Linked DNA regions of Mus musculus: region 2 is linked to region 1. A link is a contact called in public Hi-C data. All regions are on one chromosome and are shown on one strand. The core of a region is the stretch at or near the end of the contact, and the rest is flanking DNA. Distances in the headings are between cores, read along the strand shown.

What was found. A called contact is a pair of places that touch in the nucleus more often than the background predicts.
Region 2: a contact with region 1 is called in a Hi-C map of bone marrow-derived macrophages, with 1.7 times the contacts expected there. The contact joins two enhancer-like sites. A contact is called at or near these places in 11 of 484 Hi-C or Micro-C datasets (the C2C12 cell line, CD8 central memory T cells, the MNK3 cell line and 8 more), 4 of 115 datasets of contacts at active chromatin or transcription factors (bone marrow-derived dendritic cells, embryonic fibroblasts, fibro-adipogenic progenitors and 1 more) and 3 of 9 other capture datasets (adipose tissue, liver and pancreatic islet).

Annotation. Positions count from the first base shown.
Region 1 is chrX:159,833,077-159,837,371 of GRCm38.p6, reverse strand. All of the region lies in intron 6 of Sh3kbp1 (SH3-domain kinase binding protein 1), which reads right to left. Among named protein-coding and RNA genes, the nearest start is that of Map3k15, 150 kb to the left of the region's middle. Within about 2 kb of position 1,896, at least 5 of the 459 cell types and tissues checked have an H3K27ac peak or open chromatin away from gene starts, as enhancers often do. A contact at or near this core is called in bone marrow-derived macrophages, where this site is marked.
Region 2 is chrX:159,907,529-159,911,823 of GRCm38.p6, reverse strand. All of the region lies in intron 9 of Sh3kbp1 (SH3-domain kinase binding protein 1), which reads right to left. Among named protein-coding and RNA genes, the nearest start is that of Map3k15, 79 kb to the left of the region's middle. Within about 2 kb of position 2,178, at least 51 of the 459 cell types and tissues checked have an H3K27ac peak or open chromatin away from gene starts, as enhancers often do. A contact at or near this core is called in bone marrow-derived macrophages, where this site is marked.

The DNA of each region.
Region 1 (4,295 bases), core at 647-3,146:
CAACCTGACCCTCCCTGAGCTCCGGCCCAATCTACCTATTTGCCCCTTCATTGTAATCATGCTTTCTCCCGATCCACACACATACCGTCAATCCTGTGACTTCCCATCATTTTTGAACACTCTTTTCCTTGAAAATATCTTTAGATACTCCCTTACTTTTCAGCATCCCAGGAAATTCCCTTCTGCCCGATTCTCACAGCAACTATGGACACAACTCTGCTAGTCCTTCTCCCTGCCTTATATGGTCCTTTATATATACAAGTTTCTCAGATCAAGGGACAATCTACCCAGGCATGGAGGTATATGCCTGTAATCCCAGAAGTTGGAAGGTAGAAACAGGAGCATCAACAGTTCATTATCATCCCCACCTACATAGTGGGTTAGAAATGAGCCTAGGGTCCATGGTAGCCTGTCTCAAACAAAACATAAATAAAAGGTTTTGAGACAATCCATGGTATCAGATGAGAAACCTAGAAATAATGACTGAGCCAAAGTATGACTTTGGTAAGAAGTGTTAAATACCAATTACCTAGATCATATCTACCTGACTCCTAATCAATAATCATCCGGGCAAACAAACAAGGAAAACCACTCTATACCTAATCTATAACTACAACATCTAGGTCAATTGTTTCTCCACTTTCATAATGCTGTGATTCTTCAATACAATTTGCCATGTTGTGGTGAGCTTCTCCAACCAGAAATTTATTTTCATTGATACTTCATTACTATAATTTTGCTAATGTTTATGAATCATAATATAAATATCAGATATACAGGATATGATATGTGCGGGATAGGATATCCACAGGTTGAGAACCACTGATCTGCATATACCACTCAGCTGATTGCTTTTGATGTGGATTGTCACCCATTCAGTCAGTCAGTCATAGAGAAATCTCAGGGTGCCACTGATGATCTGTACAAGAAATTTGGTGATGCTTCAGTAAATGAATACCTGAGGCAATTAATGAATAAATGGAAAGGGAATTTTCAGCTACACCACAAGCCCAGCAGGAGCACAGTGAGCTTTAGAGTTCTAACTGGATTAAGACAAAAGAGGGTCTTCACTTATCTTGTCAACAAACATTTACTGAAGACCAATGATACATAGTAGTTTTAACAATTTTTTTTCAAGGAATTGTAAATAGAGTGGTGACTAATGCAGACAAGGTCCCAAATTATGGCATTTACATTCTAGTGGCTGACATTTAAGACTTGGTAATATGAAACAAACAGTTGCCACAAATATAGCAAAATTCGAGTCTACTTTTTGGAGTTTCAAATCTTCCATAATCAAGATTTAAAAAAAAATGTCAGGCTGGAGAGATGGCTCTGTTGCTAAAGTGTTCGCCATGCAAACAAGAGGAATTCCTAGCACTCAGGTAGAACCAGGCACAGCAAGGTGAACCTATAATCCTGGTGCTGGGGAGGTACAGGCAGAGAGATCCCGAAAACCCATTGGCCAGCCAGTCTAACCAAACTGATCAGCTCCGGGTTCAGTGTGAGACCCTGGCCCAACAACTGAGGTGGAAGCTAGGCAAGGAGGCATTTGCCTTTTCACCCTAGCACACGGGGAAGTAGAGAAAAGCAGATTGCTGGGAGCTGGGAGCTAACCTGGTCTACAGATTGAGTTCCAAACCAACCAGAGCTACACAGTGAGACTACTTTAAAATAAGACTGAAGAAGACACATGGCAAATGAATTTATACACTACATGAAATCTCTCTCTCTGCAATGGTCCTGGAAAAGGTAACTATTCCTTTCTAGTAAAAAAGAACCTTAACTACGTGATTATTATATGATAAGTACTTTTCTAATCATTATACACATTTACTTAATCCTCGTGCTACCCGTAAGTGACAAATCATCTTGTTATTCTAATTTTAAAGATGAGGAACAGAAAGCTCTGAGTCACTAACTTGCCTTCTAAGGAAGCAGAGTTAGGATTTGAACCTGTCCTATCTGACCTGGCTGTTTAATAGCGTATGTGTGTGTGTGTGTGTGTGTGTGTGTGTGTACACTTTGACTTTAAACTCACTATGTAGCTGAGGGTGATCTTGAACTGTGTACCCTATAGCCTCCACCTCCAGGTAATTGACTTCTAACCATGCAGGAACACAGCTGGTTTACACAGTGCTGAGGATCGAAGCCTCGGCTTTCTGCACGCTGGGCTCTAGCTCCAGTCTGTAGAAATACAATAGTAAGAGCTCCTGAGACTGTGGCTCTTGGTAATGATCTGGCTGCGGTTAAAGATTTCTTGGAAAATACATTAGGCTGAGTGTTTCACAAAGTACACGTCGAGCATACATAAATAGCAGAAAACATCCAACCTGTCAAAAAAATAACCCTCGGGAGAGAGAGATGGCTCAGTACTTAAGAGCACATATTGTTCTTCCAGAGGACCAGAGTTTTATGCCCTTTATCAGGTGCCCTACAACCACATGTCACTCCACCTCCAGAGGATCTGATATGCTCTTCTGACTTCCAAGGGCAACTGCACTCACACAGGGAACATGGCTTGCTTGCACACACAGGCACACACACACTTAAATAATAATAATCTTTTAAAAACTGTAACATTGTTTCCCATTCCTTACCAACCCCCCTTTCCTTTTCCTAGACAAGGAAACATGGATACAATGGGAATAAATAAACTGAAGTCTAACAATCCCATATGTTTCACTTAACCAGTAAGCATCATAATACCATCTGCTCATTGAAAGCCACAGAGTTTGCAATCACTCTAAAGATGTCATATAATCATATCTTTCCATCCAACTGAGGAATATTCAATAATCTAAGTCTTAGATGAGTTTTTTTTTAAATCTTACCCAGTTGTGTTTTATTAGCCAAAGAATATATTAGCTCCTGGGCCTCACCAGAGCTTATTTCTCTTCAAAGGATTGGAGATTATGATTGTTTGAATGACAAAAGTCCTTATAGACTCATATATTTGAATCCTTGGTCCCCAGTTGGTAAAACTGTGTAGAAAGGATTAGGAGGTGTGGCATTGTTGGAGGAGTTGTGTCACTTGGGATAGGCTTTGAGGTTTCAAAAACACACATCATTTCCAGTTAGCTTGCTCTGTTTCCTGCTTGAGGATCAAAATGTAAACTCCCAGCTAGTACCCAGCACCATGTCTGGCTGACTGCTGTCACCTTCCCCAAAAGGATGCTGAAGGATTTTCCCTCTAAACTTTAAGCCCTAAATAAACTCTTTCTTATGTAAGTTGACTTGGTTGTGGTGTCTTGTCACAGCAATAGAAAAGGAACTAACAAGCATGGAGATTTCTTCTTTTAAAATTTTTAATCAAGAGAGAGAGAGGGGAAAGAGAGAACATTTTGTGTGTGTGTGTGTGTGTGTGTGTGTGTGTGTGTGTATGTATATATATATATATATATATACACATATACATACATACAAGTGCCGTAGCATTGTATAGAGGTCAGGGGACAGCTGGTGGGAGTAAGTTTTGTCCTTCCACCTTGGGGATCCTGGGGACCAAACCTGGGTCACTAAGCTTGATGGCAGGTAATTTTACCTGCTGAGCAATCTTCTTGGCCCCAGATCTCTTATTTACAATAGAGACTATTACTTTTGTTGTTTGTTTGTTTGTTTGAAATATGATTTTGCTATGTAGCATTAGATAGCACTGGAAATTATATAGACCAAGCTGGCCTTGAATTTGCAGTGGTCACCCACCTCAGTCTCTAGTATTCTGGGAATACAGACATGAATACTGTATTCAGCTAAGACTGTCACTTGTTACTTATCTGGTTTAATTCTACTATGAAGTTTAATGAATTTTTACTAGAATGGATAAAAAGACTATCAGAGATATGAATGAAAATATTAAAATTCTCTTAACTACAATTTGGCAGATTGAAACAATTGATTTGCAAATTTCCATTTACATACAATTTAAATTTTAATTCTCTGCCACAGGCAAATGTTTCAATGTTGATACCATAAAAGGCATTAATTCGAGTGACTGTAATTCTATAAATAAGATTCATGTTGACAGGAGTTAAAAACAGAGACTGCCACAAATAAAAACTAGTAAAAAATAACAACAACAACAACAATAACAAAATCCTTTCAAGAAAGAGATGTCAGAAGTCACTAAGAGAAATCAACTAAACCAGGAAGGCATAGGAAAAAAGTTCCTGACAGGATTCTCTGTAAGAAACATTATATATGACCAACCTGTCAAACCACAATGCTTCGAGATATCTTTTCCAACCAGTCTAAAAAGACTGGTTCCCAGATGATTAGAGGAGCCGAGACTAGTC
Region 2 (4,295 bases), core at 929-3,428, 74 kb before region 1:
GACTCAGGCTCTCTCAGTACTCTATTCCCTTTGTCAGCTTTTTCCAGTTCCCTATTAACGCTGTCCTGCGTCCTCCTCTGTCTTGGTATAAACTAGTTTGGGAATGGATATATGTTTTACCTAATGAAGTTATTGCTGAGACCTTGCCATTTAATCTTCCTTGACCCCAGGATCAGAGGTACTGCTTAGTCATGAAACTGACAACACCCTATGGCCTAATTCTTCCTTGCCAAGTCCCAACAATGCCTATTTCTGGATGTCTTTCTCCATCCTTGCTGGTTTGAAATACTCTTCATTTTTTTAAAAAAAAAGTTCTTTTCCTTATTTTTGTGCACATGGTAACGTGTGTGAGCTTGCACACGTATGCCACAACGTGTGCAGAGATCAGAGGACAGCTTCTGGAGAGTAGTCTGTCTCTCTCTCTCTCTCTCTCTCTCTCTCTCTCTCTCTCTCTCTCTCTCCTTCCACTCTGTGGATCCTAGGGATCAAACTCAAGCACTTTTCCTGGCTGAGCTATCTCTCTGGCCCTAGTTTAAAATAATCTATAAACAATCTCACAGAAGCCTCTGTAGTAGAAGCTGTTACCCCAGAGACCTTGCCTCAAAATACGTGGGGAAAGAAAAAATAAAAAAGGTAATGACAATTTCAAACTATCACACTTTCTGTGATTACTGGGCCATGTAAAAACAAAACCAAGCCAAAACCAAAACCTCTTGATGTGTAAGGTTTGGACTGCAGCCGATACATGAAATGTGTCATGGAAGGAATTGGGTGGAAGAAAAAGAAGAGACGACAAAGGAGGGTGAGAGAGAGGATGGAAAATTTTGTAATAACAGACAGTGTGAAAAGTGGTCCCAAAAAGTATGCCTGTGAGCGTGGCAACAGGAGGGGGCGGGGTCTGCATTTATGAGGAGTGTCATGACCACTGCAGAGGCGGATAGGATTGAAAAGAAAGGGCTAGTTTGCAAGCCATGAGCTGTCAGTACTGGATAGGTACCAGCTAGCAGAGGGAGTTTATTCTCCCCACCCCCACCCCATCCTGCTTTTGGACTGAGTCCACTTTCTCTGGTTTCAGTAAGTTCAACTGATTATAATTACATCATTTCACTCTTCCCTTTCCCCCTCCAAACCCTCCCACATCCCCCTCCTTGCACTTTCAAGACCCATATGGCTCTAGACTAACTCCTCAAAACTTGGAAGTACTGCACATGGGCCTACTTTTGTATTTTAATATGCCAAACTGGGTGACGAGGACAGAAAAAGCAGAGCAGCAAATCACCAGCAAAAATGTGGCAATAATAAAGAAACACAGCAGTTGCTGATTCTCGAAGAAACAGAGATGAACAGACCCCAGAGTTGCTTTTCTTCAAAATGTTCAACTGTGGCTGGAAGAAGGCAATGGCATGAGGTTCAGCAGTAGGTCTAGGGATCCTCTGTGGAGTTTAACAGCTACATACAAACTAGCTCCTTCAACTCAGGCGAGCATTTAAAGTTCTGCATTTTTAGAATCAATCATTCCATTTATTCTCTCATCCCTCTCTCCCTGGTGAAAGACCAAAACCCCAGTTCCAAACTTGGGTGGCTTTAGGCTGCTTGACTTCTAGGTAAGAGCTGAAAACAGAGCAGTGGATGTGGGGCCATGAGTATAGGAGGAACCACCCCCCGCCCCCGCCATGGTGATGATGCTCAGGGGGACTGCAACAATCAGCTGGTAGCCAAGGGAGTCTAAAAACCTTATCACTCACTGTCTAGGCATAGAGAATTAATTTTTTTAAAAAACCAACAAGAAAATACCAGTAACAATAAAACCCAGAGAGGCAACATTTCCTGATTTGTTGTGGAGTCTAAAGCCTTCTGTGACCTCATGTATTTAGGGCACATAGATCTAAGTATGTGTATGCTCACCTCTGACTGCATATGCTTCAAACGGAAATAACCTGCCATCCTTCAAAGGACAAACCAGCTATATTTGATTATTACCATTACAGTACCAGGAAGGAAACATATCTGAAGGTTCCAGAGTATGGATAACAGGAAGGCAAACTGCTTCCTGCTGAAGGATTTCAAAACTGACTCTGCCCCTTGTTTGACAAGACTTGCCTGTTCCAACCCAAGGAGCTCGTCATCTGGCTCAACTGCTTTCTCCTGGCAGGAACTGTCATCTGTGGCTTTGCACTATGAACTAGTTTATAGCTCCTCCCCTCCAAACCACTGAGATATGCTTTGCTAAAAATAGTCTGAGGACAGGTCCTGATGGTTCGTTAGATAGAAGGAGATGGCTTAGCCAGTTTGATGTTGCTGTAGAACACCTAAATCTGAGTAATTTATGAAGAAACGAAGTTTATTTGGGTTCTTCATTCTGAAAGTCCAAAAATGCAGTGTTAGCTTCTGATTGGCTTATAATAAGGGTTTTCTACAACTTCGACTCCTGCCAGAAAGTGGGAGGGGCAGAAAGTACAGGTAGAAACAGCCCACATACAAGAAAACCCGAAGTGTGGTGCAGGATTGCAACCTATTTTCATGAAAACTAATTCAGTCTCAAGAAAATTAACACCGAGCGTGGTGGCGCACACCTTTAATCCCAGCACTTGGGAGGCAGAGGCAGGCAAATTTCTGAGTTTGAGGCCAGCCTGGTCTGCAAAGTGAGTTCCAGGACAGCCAGGGCTATACAGAGAAACCCTGTCTCACAAATCCAAAAAAAAAAAAAAGGGAAAGGAAAAGGAACGGAAAGGAAAGGAAAGAAAAGGAAAGGAAAGGAAAGGAAAGGGAAGAAAAGAAAGGGAAGAAAAGAAAAGAAAAAATTAGTCAGGTGTCTTCAATAATATACTAACCAGTGGTACTGGGAGGAGTAGAGAGAGGAAAAACTATGGTCAGGATATAATGCTACCAAGCTCCAACACAAATTTGAACAGAGCTCAAGCCTATTTAAATCCTAATACAGAATCAGAGCTTGGTTAGGGGAAGAGGTAAACAAAGTGTAGCTCAGATCTTTAGCAACTTTGGACCTTAGAAAACATCTTCATGTATCATGCTAAGATGTGAGACTGGAAAGGCTACAAATGGGTTTTTCCAGACCAGGGCACCCATCACAATTGTAGAGAAAGATGGGAGGCTCTGTCCTGCTATTACTGTGCCAATGTATCTGGAGGACCCACTACACTTTGAAAGCATGGAGCTAGGACAACAATCTGAGTGACATTAATGTCTATAACTGCTCCTCTGTACCTTCTAGAGTTCAAACAACTAGCTGCACTGTCATCTGCACAGGAGATGCCTGGGAACCATCATATAACCTCCTCTCAGGAGAATCTCTTGCTGGTTTCCTATCTCAGTCTCTAGCCACATTGTATGCATCTGTAGTCTCTCTTATGGTTGGGTCAATCTCATGCATGGCCTATTAGGGTCATCTAGGCTCTGTAATAGAGCTTCTTCCTAATAGGTTATCTCAGCACACCCCTTTATTCCATTCAGCCCACCCTGCAAGTAAGAACTTAATTATATATCCAGATCCTATGTCTAGTGGAAGGACCTGGGCATCCCTTTGTCTAGATAGTGGAATGTGACAGGAGCAAGCTTTATGAATTCCCTCTTCCTTCTTCCTTTTCTTTTATACTAGTACAAAAGGGAACAATGGACAGGAAAGAAAGCGCATAAGAAAAAGTAGGCATATTTGACACAATACCAAAACACAAAGAGATCCTATTATCTGCCAATTTTATACCATATACACTATAGTTATGATGAAGGAGAAGCTTGGGGTACACCAGCTCAAAGAAGTTCCAACTGGAAAATGAAATATAAGCCCTATAGACAAGAATATGACAAATGAGATGTTCAACTGGGAGAACTGTAAATACTGCTGGGGAAGGAAGAGGTGATACCATCTGGGGAAAACCACTGAGGCTTTATCAAATAGGTGACATAAAAACAGCTTGACTTCTGTATTTGCCAGGCACTAGCATAGCCTCACAAGAGACAGCTATATCATGTCAGCAAAATCTTGCTGGCATATGCAATAGTGTCTGCATTTGGTGGCTGATTATGGGATGGATCCCGGGGTGGGGCAGTCTCTGCATGGTCCTTCCTTCAGTCTCAGCTACAAACTTTGTCTTTGTAACTCCTTACATGGGTATTTTGTTCCCCATTCTAAGGAGGGACAAAGTATCCACACTTTGGTCTTCCTTCTTCTTGAGTTTCATGTGTTTTGCAAATTGTATCTTGGGTATTCTAAGTTTCTGGGCTAATATCCACTTATCTATTGGATGCAACACAGGGCTCCCAAAAGAGGAGCTAGA